Linked DNA regions of Mus musculus: region 1 is linked to region 2. The links are chromatin contacts, called in public promoter capture Hi-C maps. All regions are on one chromosome and are shown on one strand. Each heading gives the region's core, a stretch centred on a gene start, on an enhancer-like site or on the middle of the called end of the contact. The rest is flanking DNA. Distances are from core to core; before and after follow the strand shown. Region 1 overlaps Kif2a (kinesin family member 2A). Region 2 holds the start of Cenpk (centromere protein K).

The links. Promoter capture Hi-C pulls out the DNA fragments that hold promoters and counts their contacts.
Region 1: a contact with region 2 is called in a promoter capture Hi-C map of pre-B cells, with 8 times the contacts expected there. The contact joins the enhancer-like site here to the promoter of Cenpk in region 2. A contact is called at or near these places in 7 of 39 promoter capture datasets (cranial neural crest, hematopoietic stem and progenitor cells, hippocampal neurons and 3 more), 1 of 484 Hi-C or Micro-C datasets (B cells) and 3 of 115 datasets of contacts at active chromatin or transcription factors (astrocytes, bone marrow-derived macrophages and large pre-B cells).

Annotation. Positions count from the first base shown.
Region 1 is chr13:106,996,939-107,001,883 of GRCm38.p6, forward strand. The region is part of intron 1 of Kif2a (kinesin family member 2A); the gene reads right to left. Among named protein-coding and RNA genes, the nearest start is that of Kif2a, 23 kb to the right of the region's middle. Within about 2 kb of position 1,928, at least 101 of the 459 cell types and tissues checked have an H3K27ac peak or open chromatin away from gene starts, as enhancers often do. A contact at or near this core is called in bone marrow-derived macrophages, hematopoietic stem and progenitor cells and pre-B cells, where this site is marked.
Region 2 is chr13:104,225,357-104,230,245 of GRCm38.p6, forward strand. It overlaps Cenpk (centromere protein K), which reads left to right and starts at 3,610. Exons shown (of 10, transcript NM_001377093.1): 1 at 3,610-3,646. It overlaps Ppwd1 (peptidylprolyl isomerase domain and WD repeat containing 1), which reads right to left and starts at 3,488. Exons shown (of 11, transcript NM_172807.4): 1 at 3,250-3,488; 2 at 1-96. The coding sequence starts at 3,445.

The sequences.
Region 1 (4,945 bases), core at 678-3,177, 2.8 Mb after region 2:
TATCTCCCAGCCTCCAGAATAGGGTCACTGGTGAGCCTTCCAATTCTGGATTGTAGTTCATTCCAAATATAGTCAAGTTGACAACCAGGAATAGCCACTACACCATGTTTCCCATTAAATGTTCAGTACTCAGCCAAAAGATAAGGACTGTGGAGCTTCTGATAAGCTCAGGTCGTCAGTTAACTGTTCTCCTGCAATGGAAGAAGGTCTTCCTTAGTGATGCCAAAGCAGTGTGCCTACTACATCTAACAAGATCATGAAAACAGAAAATGAGTTGAACCAGAAGTGACAATGGAGAATGGTCTCAAGAGTGACATGAGAAGTCATCCTGGGGCAAACCTAGTCGCCATCAGCCTGGGACGATCTATCACTGCTTTATCAAACCTGAGTACAGGCTGACCCAGCAGCTACCCTTGCCCCTACCATCCCTGGCAATCTCATAAAATAATAACCATTAATCATAGTAACAAGTTTTGGGAAAGGTAAGAGACATTGTCAGTGTTCCATCAACAACAAGAAAGGAAACAACCTGGGCCCCAGGAAAGTATGTCTGGATACCAGATACCCTGATGAAAAAACCCCACCCTGATGGGCACAGTGGCCACTCAGAAATCAGAGGCAGGAAGACTACAACTGAGACCTATAGAGCAAGTTCCAGGTTAGTCTGAACTGTATGTATGTAGCAAGAACTTGTCTTAGAGCAAGATAACAAAGAACAACCAGCAGGAAGTGGAGAGGCTATGGTAGGGGCAGAGGAGTATGACTGGGTCTGTAAAATTATGCCATGATGAACACAACTGAAAATGGAATACACATGCCATTAAAAATATTCCTACTGCTTACCATTCCTACTGCACCATTTCCACATCCCAAGTTTTTTTTTTTTTTTTTGGTTTTTCGAGACAGGGTTTCTCTGTATAGCCCTGGCTGTCCTGGAACTCACTTTGTAGACCAGGCTGGCCTCGAACTCAGAAATCCGCCTGCCTCTGCCTTCCAAGTGCTGGGATTAAAGGCGTGCGCCACCACGCCTGGCTCCACATCCCAAGTTTTAAGAGGGGCTTCTACACTAATAACTAGGTGTGATGAAATATAAAGCAAAATATGAAGTATTCATACAATAAATCACAGTGGCAAAGTCTTGAACCTCTAGAAACAGCCTACACTGATTGGCAATAAAGAGAAAATAAAGAAAATCAAGAACACCCAGCATGAGCTGGTTTCAAGTCACTGGGACATCTGAAACCCCAATTGCCAAGGCAGAGATGCAGAAAGCCTTAAAATACTAAACAGCCAGGTGGGGACTAGAGAGATGGCTCTGCACCCATATGGTGGTTTACAACCATCTGGAACTCCCGTTCCAGGGGAGCTAATACCTTTTTCTAGCCTCCAAAGACACCAGGCATGCAAGTTGCCCTCAGACATACATGCAGGCAAAGTACGCATTAAAAAAAAATTTAATGCATAAATCTAGTTTAAAACAAAACAAAACCAACCAGATCCACCAGCTAACACTAAACTCTAGAGAAAGTAAAATGTAGCAAGATGAGGTGATATTTGCTTTTTGCCACATGACCAGATTAACTGGAAACCATGCAATCTGAAGCTTTCATCACTTTTACCAACACATACCTCTAAGAACAAACTTTTTTATAATTATCTCTTTTGTATAAACTTTTTCAGCAGACTGAGATCACTTAAGACAGTTTCTTATGTTTTCTTCAAAAGTATAACACACCCGTTCATATTCATGTCCTAAATCTCTGGGTACTTGGTGTATATGGTAACCAACTTCCTTTCCTGTCCTTATGAAAAACAACTTGTTCAGCACCATTTCCTATAAAGCACTTTCTCGGGCTATCTGCAACACCACTTCCTCATAGTTGAAGCACACAAGCATGACTTGACTTCCTTATCTCTGAATCCAAGGTACACAGTTGTAATGGTTTGTATATGCTCGGGCCAGGGAGTGGCACTGTTAGAAGGTATGGCCCTGTTGGAGTGGGTGCCGCCTTGTTGGAATAGGTGTCACTGTGGGTGTGGACTTTAAGACCCTCATCCTTGCTGCCTGGAAGCCAGTATTCTGCTAGCAGTCTTCAGATGAAGACGTAGAACTCTCAGCTCTGCTTGTACCATGCCTGCCTGGATGCTGTCATGCTCCAGCCTTGATGATAATGGACTGAACCTCTGAACCTGTAAACCAGCCCCAATTAAATGTTGTCCTTACAAGAGTTGCCTTGATCATAGTGTCTCTTCACAGCAGTAAAACCCTAACTAAGACAATTGTCATGAGAGCTTTACTTTACTCTAAAACAGTCTCTCCCACCTAACTGCTCTTAAGAGTTTGTCTTGGCCTTTTTGCTTGCTTGTATAGTTTTCCCATTCCAAAAAGTAAATTAATAGCATCAAACTATTACAGAATCTGGTTGTAAATGAACTGAATATTATTTTGGACATAGGTCAACAATCCTCCTTTCTCACAGCAACTGTATTAAAATTTGATATCAGTTACCCTGGCCTCCTAAAGTCATTTAAAATGCTTTATTACGTTTTATTTGTGTTTATGCATGAAAATCCACACATGCCACAACGCCCATGTGGAGTGAGAGGACAACTTGCAGGAGCCTGTTTTCTGCTTCTACCACGTAGATCTCAGAGATCAAACTCAGCTGTTAGGTGTGGCAGCAGACACCTTTACCCACTGAGGCATCTCAGAAACTCTCAGAATGACTTATAACGGCAGATCTCTTTCCTAGCCTCTGGAATTAAATGGGCTTGGTAGGTGATGGTAGGAAATCAAGAGGTTCAAGGTCATCCTTGGCTATAGCCAAGTTAGAGGTCAAGCCTCTATGTAACACCCAATCTCCAAACAAAACCTAGAATTAAAAAAAAAAAAAAAAGCCACCGGGCATGGTGGCGCACGCCTTTAGTCCCAGCACTCAGGAGGCAGAGGCAGGAGGATTTCTGAGTTCGAAGCCAGCCTGGTCTACAAAGTGAGTTCCAGGACAGCCAGGGCTATACAGAGAAACCCTGACATAGAAACATTTCTTAAATTGTCAATGCACGGCAATTCTTTGGATAGTCTGTTTATGAGTTCTAAAAGTATGATGACGACTAAAGAGATAAAAGTAACAAATAATTGGTATGGATTTCCTAGTGCACAGGAGACGAATACCTTGACTTTTCAGCATTCGATCTCTTGGACTGCTTCCTTTGAGAAAAAAATTCTACAAACTTAGCCAGGAAAAACAAATCTGGAGCAACTTTCAATCAAATCAGTTATTCAATGAACTTAGTTTTAGGTCAGTTTTTACTTAGAAAAGACCTGCATTTAGAGATGTCAAAGCAATTAACTTTGTTTTGTTTTTCAAGACAGGCTTTCCCTGTGTAGTTCTATCTGTTCTGTAGTGCAGGCAAGCCTCAAACTCAAGATATCTGCCTGCCTCTGCTTCCCAAGTGTCAGGATTAAAGGGTGTACCACCAAGCTTGGCAAAGAAATTAACATTTTAAACAAAAGTATACAAAGAAAAGCTGCATCAATATAATCTGCAGATTGTTGGGTGTATGTGCATTCATTTTTAAAGCTAAATGTCAATGATGTCATGTATGCGTGTGTGTTCATTTTTAAGGCTAAATGACAATGGGGTTACTCGGGAGGCATCCACCTTGTTTTTGTCTCTCACTGGGACCTGGGGCTGTTATGCTAGGCCAGCAAGCTCCAAGGATCTGCCTAGCTCTGCCTTCCCAAAGCTGGGATTGCAAGCTTTTTATGTGGAGCTTTCTATGTGGCTGCTGAGGACTTACTTAAGGCTTATACCAACACAGTAATCACTTTAGTAAATGAGCCATCTTGCCAGCTCCTACTCTTTTATTTAATCCCACCCTTACTATATATTCATTGCAAAGAACCTGAATGTACTGTGTCCATCACCACAATGCCAAACTAATTTCTAAACCAAATACAAAAGGGGTTTTCTAATCATACTGTTAACGTTGGCAAGAAATGTCAAAATGAAAATAGAGAATCAAAGTTCAGAAAATTTTCATCTTAGGTACATGAAGCATCCACAAGTATAGTTGAGCTAAACTTATTATCTCCAAAAAAGCAGGAAGCTAAATACTAGTCATTAGGACAGTGGGTGTTGTAGTCTAAATATAAAATGGTCCCCAACCCTAAGGTTGGTGAAACTACTGGTCCGGGGGCCTCTTCCCTTCCCTTCCCCTCCTGCCTCACACCTTGTCTTTAGTTGAGTCCCTTTGCCCCACATCATCCCTCCCTGTCATAATACTGTCTTACAGAAGCAACAAGGCCTGGTGACCATGGACTGAAACTTTCAAACAGTTAACAAAAAAACAAAACAAAACAAACCCATCTTTCATTATCTCAAGTATTTTGTCACAGTGACACAAAGCTGGCTGCCACTCTTTTTCCATCTAAACTTCACGTGAGAGTCCTGAGAGCTGTCTCCACTATGCAATCACAGCACCAGAACTCCAGTAGGGGCATAAAGTACCCAAGTGCAGTTCAGGCCACAACTCTCAAGAGCATAGGCCAAATCCTTGGTGCTGTCTCCTGTGCAAGCTCTGCAGGTGTGCAGACAACATAAGCACAATGATGACTGCGATCACCTAAATTTCAAATGAAAAGCCACTTGAGAGCCCAGGCAGGAAAGGACTCTAAGGAGAGCCTGTGTTGTGTGAGGACAGCACCTACTAGACCTATGGAAGAGGAATCAGTACTATCTAGACCCTCTGAAAAAGTAGGGCTACCAGCAGCATCCAACACCTGAGAAAGCTGCAGGTAACACCAGTAGCACTGAGAGGAGATGGGTCTTATCCTGGTGCTTTGGGAGCTTTGAAAATGGCTTCCTTGTTGATTTGGGACTATTTTCCCTTTGACTTGCCCACCGTTCTGTCTTGCAAGTGAAGAACGTGTTTGATTTACTGG
Region 2 (4,889 bases), core at 2,360-4,859:
ATACCACATGTGTGATAACATCTCTGTGCATGTAACTGCGCTCATACATGGATGCACTGGGGAGATTATCAAGGTAGACTCTTTCGAACTCCAGAACTGGGGGAGGGGGTCAAAAGTATTTTTAGTGAATGAAATTAACATGATTATTTAGAATTTTCTAAATTTTTATATTACCTTCTACATTTTAATTTCTTTCAATAAACATATGGGATACGAAAATCCAGTATTTGTTAATACCAGTTATAACTTTTATTACTTCAGAAGTTAGTATGTCAGGTTCCCTGGGATTATATAAAAACTGTTTCAAAGACTTTATGTCTGCTGCAGTGTCTGTCAGGTGTGTACAGGCAGGAACCCAATGAGGCCAGCAGAGGATGGTGAATGAATCTGAAATAGAATTCCAGCTGGTTTATGAGCTGTTTCCTGTGGGTCCTGAGAACCAAATGTAGGTGTTTTGCAGGATCAGCAAGTCTTCTCACAACTGAGCTTCTAGCTCCTGGTTCAAAGTTTTTGATAACTGTGAATGGTTCTGGCTTAATATGAATGTGTAAAGAAATATAAAGCTTTACGGAAATGATTTCTATAACCATATAGAAACTAGTAGTAAGTGTTAATGTAACAAAAGCTGACAGCTATTTGTAAGATGTATGTTTAAAGACATTATTCCTCTATTAAAGAGTCAGTATAAAGACCTGAAACATAAAAACAAACAAAACACTTAGCTGTTTATAGTTGAGAAAATCCTAGCAAATCTACTTGAGTGCCTTTCAGATAGTTTTCTAAAGTATAACACCTAGAAAAATGGAAAATCGATGATCATCAAAAAAAAAATCTTAATTTTATGATGAGCCATGATCAATTTTTAGAAAATGCACTGTTTCCAAATAAAAAGATCAAACTTGCCTATATAAAGCTAGCAAATTAAACATGACCAACTATTAGGTTCTTGTTACTGCTATGTGGCACACTCAAAATTATGTATGACAAATTGCTTTTCAAATTTTTTTTAGTAACAGAATCCCCATTTTTATGTGTGCCTAGTAAAATTTTCTTAAAATGGCCTTTCTTGGGTTCTTGTAGTAACTGTATAGTAAGGGTTAGGATTAGCATTTTGTGATAATATACGTATATGTATATAAACACACACACATATATACATACACATTCTTAAAAAGTTTTCCTTTCTTCCCTTCTTCAGTTTTTCAGCTTGGAGCTAGGTATTAATTAGGATTACAGCATTAATTCTAAGAGCCCAGGACAATGAAAATGAGGGCCATATACCAGTCATCTTAGGGCAGGACGTGCCTAGGAACATTGGAGTCACACCAATCCTGGGCTGCTTATTTCATAAAAGTGGTACTCCAGTATCTTTTTAATGCTGTTGTTTATTGGAATTTTCTGTAGTGAATATTTTCCTATATTCCAGATTGCTTTTGTTGTTCACTAATTCATTTAAATATATTCAAGGGAACATGCACAGAAAGAAGAGAAAGACATAATTATTTTCCTTAGGAAATAGTTTATTTTAAGACAGGCAAGATGGCTCCGAGTAACAATGCTTGCCTCTGGCAACCTGAGTTCAATCTTTGGAATCCACACAAAGGTGGATGTAGAGAACCAACTCTACAAGGTGACATTGTCCTCTGCCCTCCACTCTTGTACTAAGTATAAGCGTTCCCACCTCTCTGGTCCCACCAACACATAATATACCTGACACCCACATAGTATACATGCCTGCAAAACACCCTTACACATAAAATAATAGTAATAATAATAATAAATGTTTAAAAAATAGCTTAACTCAAAGTACTATAAAACAACCATATATCATTGTGAACATATACACACAAAAGTCTAATCTTGCCTACATTTCCAAAAATTTTAAATCACTAAGCACCTGTCATCCTCCCTCAAACTCAAACTCCATTGGTTGGCTTAAAAAAAAAATCTGGCTAAGGGAAAAGATTTTTCACATGATATACCTATTCCTGTCCCAACTCTATTGTTCATAAGACACTTGTTTCCTATGTCAGCATTTCAAAGTTTGGTTTTTCTTTTTCATTTTGTTTCGTTTTCCTTCCTAAATTATCCTTCCATTCTTTCCACCTAAGCAGTTCTTGTAGTAATATTTAGGTGAAATAATAACAGCACAAATGTTATAAAATATTCATTTAAACTTGTATGCAAAACACTGTATTGAAGTGTTGGAGCCGAAAGTACAAGATCCTTGTTCTTACATGATTAGGCTAGTAGTGTTCAGGAAGTCACATGAGTAAACACACAACTACAAAAAGTAGTAAGTGCCTCGAAGGCAAAAGCAGGATTGGGCAGAAAAAGTAAGGAGCTAACTAAAGGGTGTCACTATCCAATGTTCAAAAAGCACTGACCTAAAACCTAGACCTGTTAAAAAGCTAGCATGGTTAAAGGAGAGAAATGACTCCAGATAGAGACACTTCACAGTATCTGGACAGGAACGTAGAGGAGCCCTTGCTCAAGGACAAGGTAGGGTTTTGAGAATGGACAGAATTGGGAGTCCTGCTTGGGGAAATAAAGAGAGACAAACTGCCTCATAATCCATGTTAAGGTGTTTGGGCTTTGTTCTGAAAATAAAAGATTTTTAAATAGTTCCACAGTCAGAATTGAGATTAACGCGTGAGCGAACGAACACACACACACACACAACCCTAAGACATTTATGAAAAAGTTCCTAGAACAGTCTTTAAAACAGTAAATATTATCTCTTTACCAAACTTTAATATTATAAAATCTTGTTATTATTCACGTTAGTGGCAAAACTTTACTATATTGTCTCGAGTATGGCTTCATATCCAGCTAGCTTAAGCAACTTCCCCTGAGTTTGAAAATTCATTACTAGACGAGTCAGGGTTGAAAGCTTAAGTGTTTATGATTCTGAGAGCTCCTTCCCACACCTGCTCAATCAATATTAGGAATTCCAACTTCACACAGCAGCTATGAGGTCAAAAAAAGCATCCAAACACAGAAATACAGACAAGCACTAGTTTGTATCATCTCTGACAGTCAGGAATCAACGGTGTTCCTTTTTTTTTTTTTTTTTTTAACACGCCATACTAACACCAATTCACTCTTTAGGGAGGAAATGCAGTGAAGATCGTCCGTTCTAAGTGCACAAACCCACAATCTCACTCCCGCCCGTGGGCGTGCTTGAGATCAACCCTCCCACTCGGCCGGAGTAGCCGTCCAGCTTGCTCGCGGGCTCTCCGCTGCTACCTTTCCTCTTCTTGGCAAGGGTTGCCTCCACCGGTAAAGGCCCGACCCAGCGCTCTTCATTCTCATCATCATTTTCTTCGCTCCCCGCCACTGCCAGGGCCGGTTCTCGCTCGCTCAGTTCCGTTTTTTCTGATCCCTCTGGGTCTCGGCGCCTTCTCCTCCTCAGCTGCGAATCGCTCCCACTCTCGGTCGCCATGTCGTCCGAGGCGTTAGAAGAGACGCGACGACCGAGTGAACTAGGTTTCCCCGAGCCGCGGCGCAGCTTTTGTCCGTCAGCTGCCGGAAGCGCTTTTTGATTGGCTGCGGTGGGCGCAGCTGGTCCAATCAGCGAGCAGCGCGCGTAAACAGCGCGGCTTGGCTGTGTTGACGAGAGCGCTGAGGAGGCCGGAGGACTGAAGTGAGTTGAAACCGGCTCTGACTGGCAAAGGCCCCAGTTTTCTGTCAAGGAGGATGGCAGCTCGCGGGTTTGGGGGACCCAGGTACCCCCTAGATCGGACGCTTACGCCTTACGAACTGGAGGTCTCGCGCTTCTCGGCCTCTCGGGCCAATGCTGTTCTAGAACCTACCTGTTTTTTCCCGAAAAAGCCGAGGGGCGGGGTTGGAAGGAACTTTTTGTTAAAAAGAATGAAGTAGATTTCTATCAGCTAAACTATATATTGAAATTACTGTAATTTATAAGGTGGCCTCCCATTTAGAATATTCTTTTTGACTTGGAATGTGTATGTATGTGACGCGAGAAATTCACGAAGGGCCTGCGTGTTACGTTCCCGCGTCTCCACCTGCCTGCTCTATGTTTGACGATTAGCATATAGTCTATGAGCCTTTGCTATTTCTGGATCTTTATATTTCTGTATAGGTCTAGAATTTCCTCATCAAGTGCGACAGAGTTTTTGTCGCCTTTAAGATGTTAATTAAGATAAAAGAGGACAATTTGGGGGGAGTTGACATCTTCGCGTTATTGACACCTTTAACCTAGGAGCATGCTACCGTGTTCTGTCTATTCCAACAACAAAGCTGCATCCTGTACCACTTCTCCGTTGGTAATTTACAGGTTAAGCAATTTAAGACTTAAAAATTCCTTATGAGTAAAAAAATACATTGGGGCGGTGTTTATTCTGATTTACATCTGATGTTGTAAACTACAGGTCCTCTCTACATCCTTAAAATTACCTAACTGTACCTCATGATACACTATCATCTTTACAACAGCCATCTAGTAACCTTGCCCTGGATGACTATATTCATTAATATGCTATCTTTTGTTGTTTTAATTGGGCCACTAGTTAGTAATTTAAAGTGGGCTACTATCCAAAGTTGCTTTATATTCTTTGAGTTTTCTTAAAGACAAAAACAAAAAACAAAAAAAACCAACATTCTGTAACCTTTCCCCCTCTCCTCTTAAAATTTTGTTTGTAAACCTTATAGCCTTTATGTGATAAGCTATTTCTCTGAACCCTGACCCCTTCTGAGATAGGATTTTTCTTTTATGTCCTGACTGTCCTTGAAAGGACAGAGATTCGAATGCCTCTGCTTCTGCTTCCCAAGTGCTGGGATTAAAGGCAGGGGTCACACCACCTGGCTGTATCTGCTCTTAAAATTCAAATTCCTTGATACTTCCTCACAGTGGATCACCTTAGGTT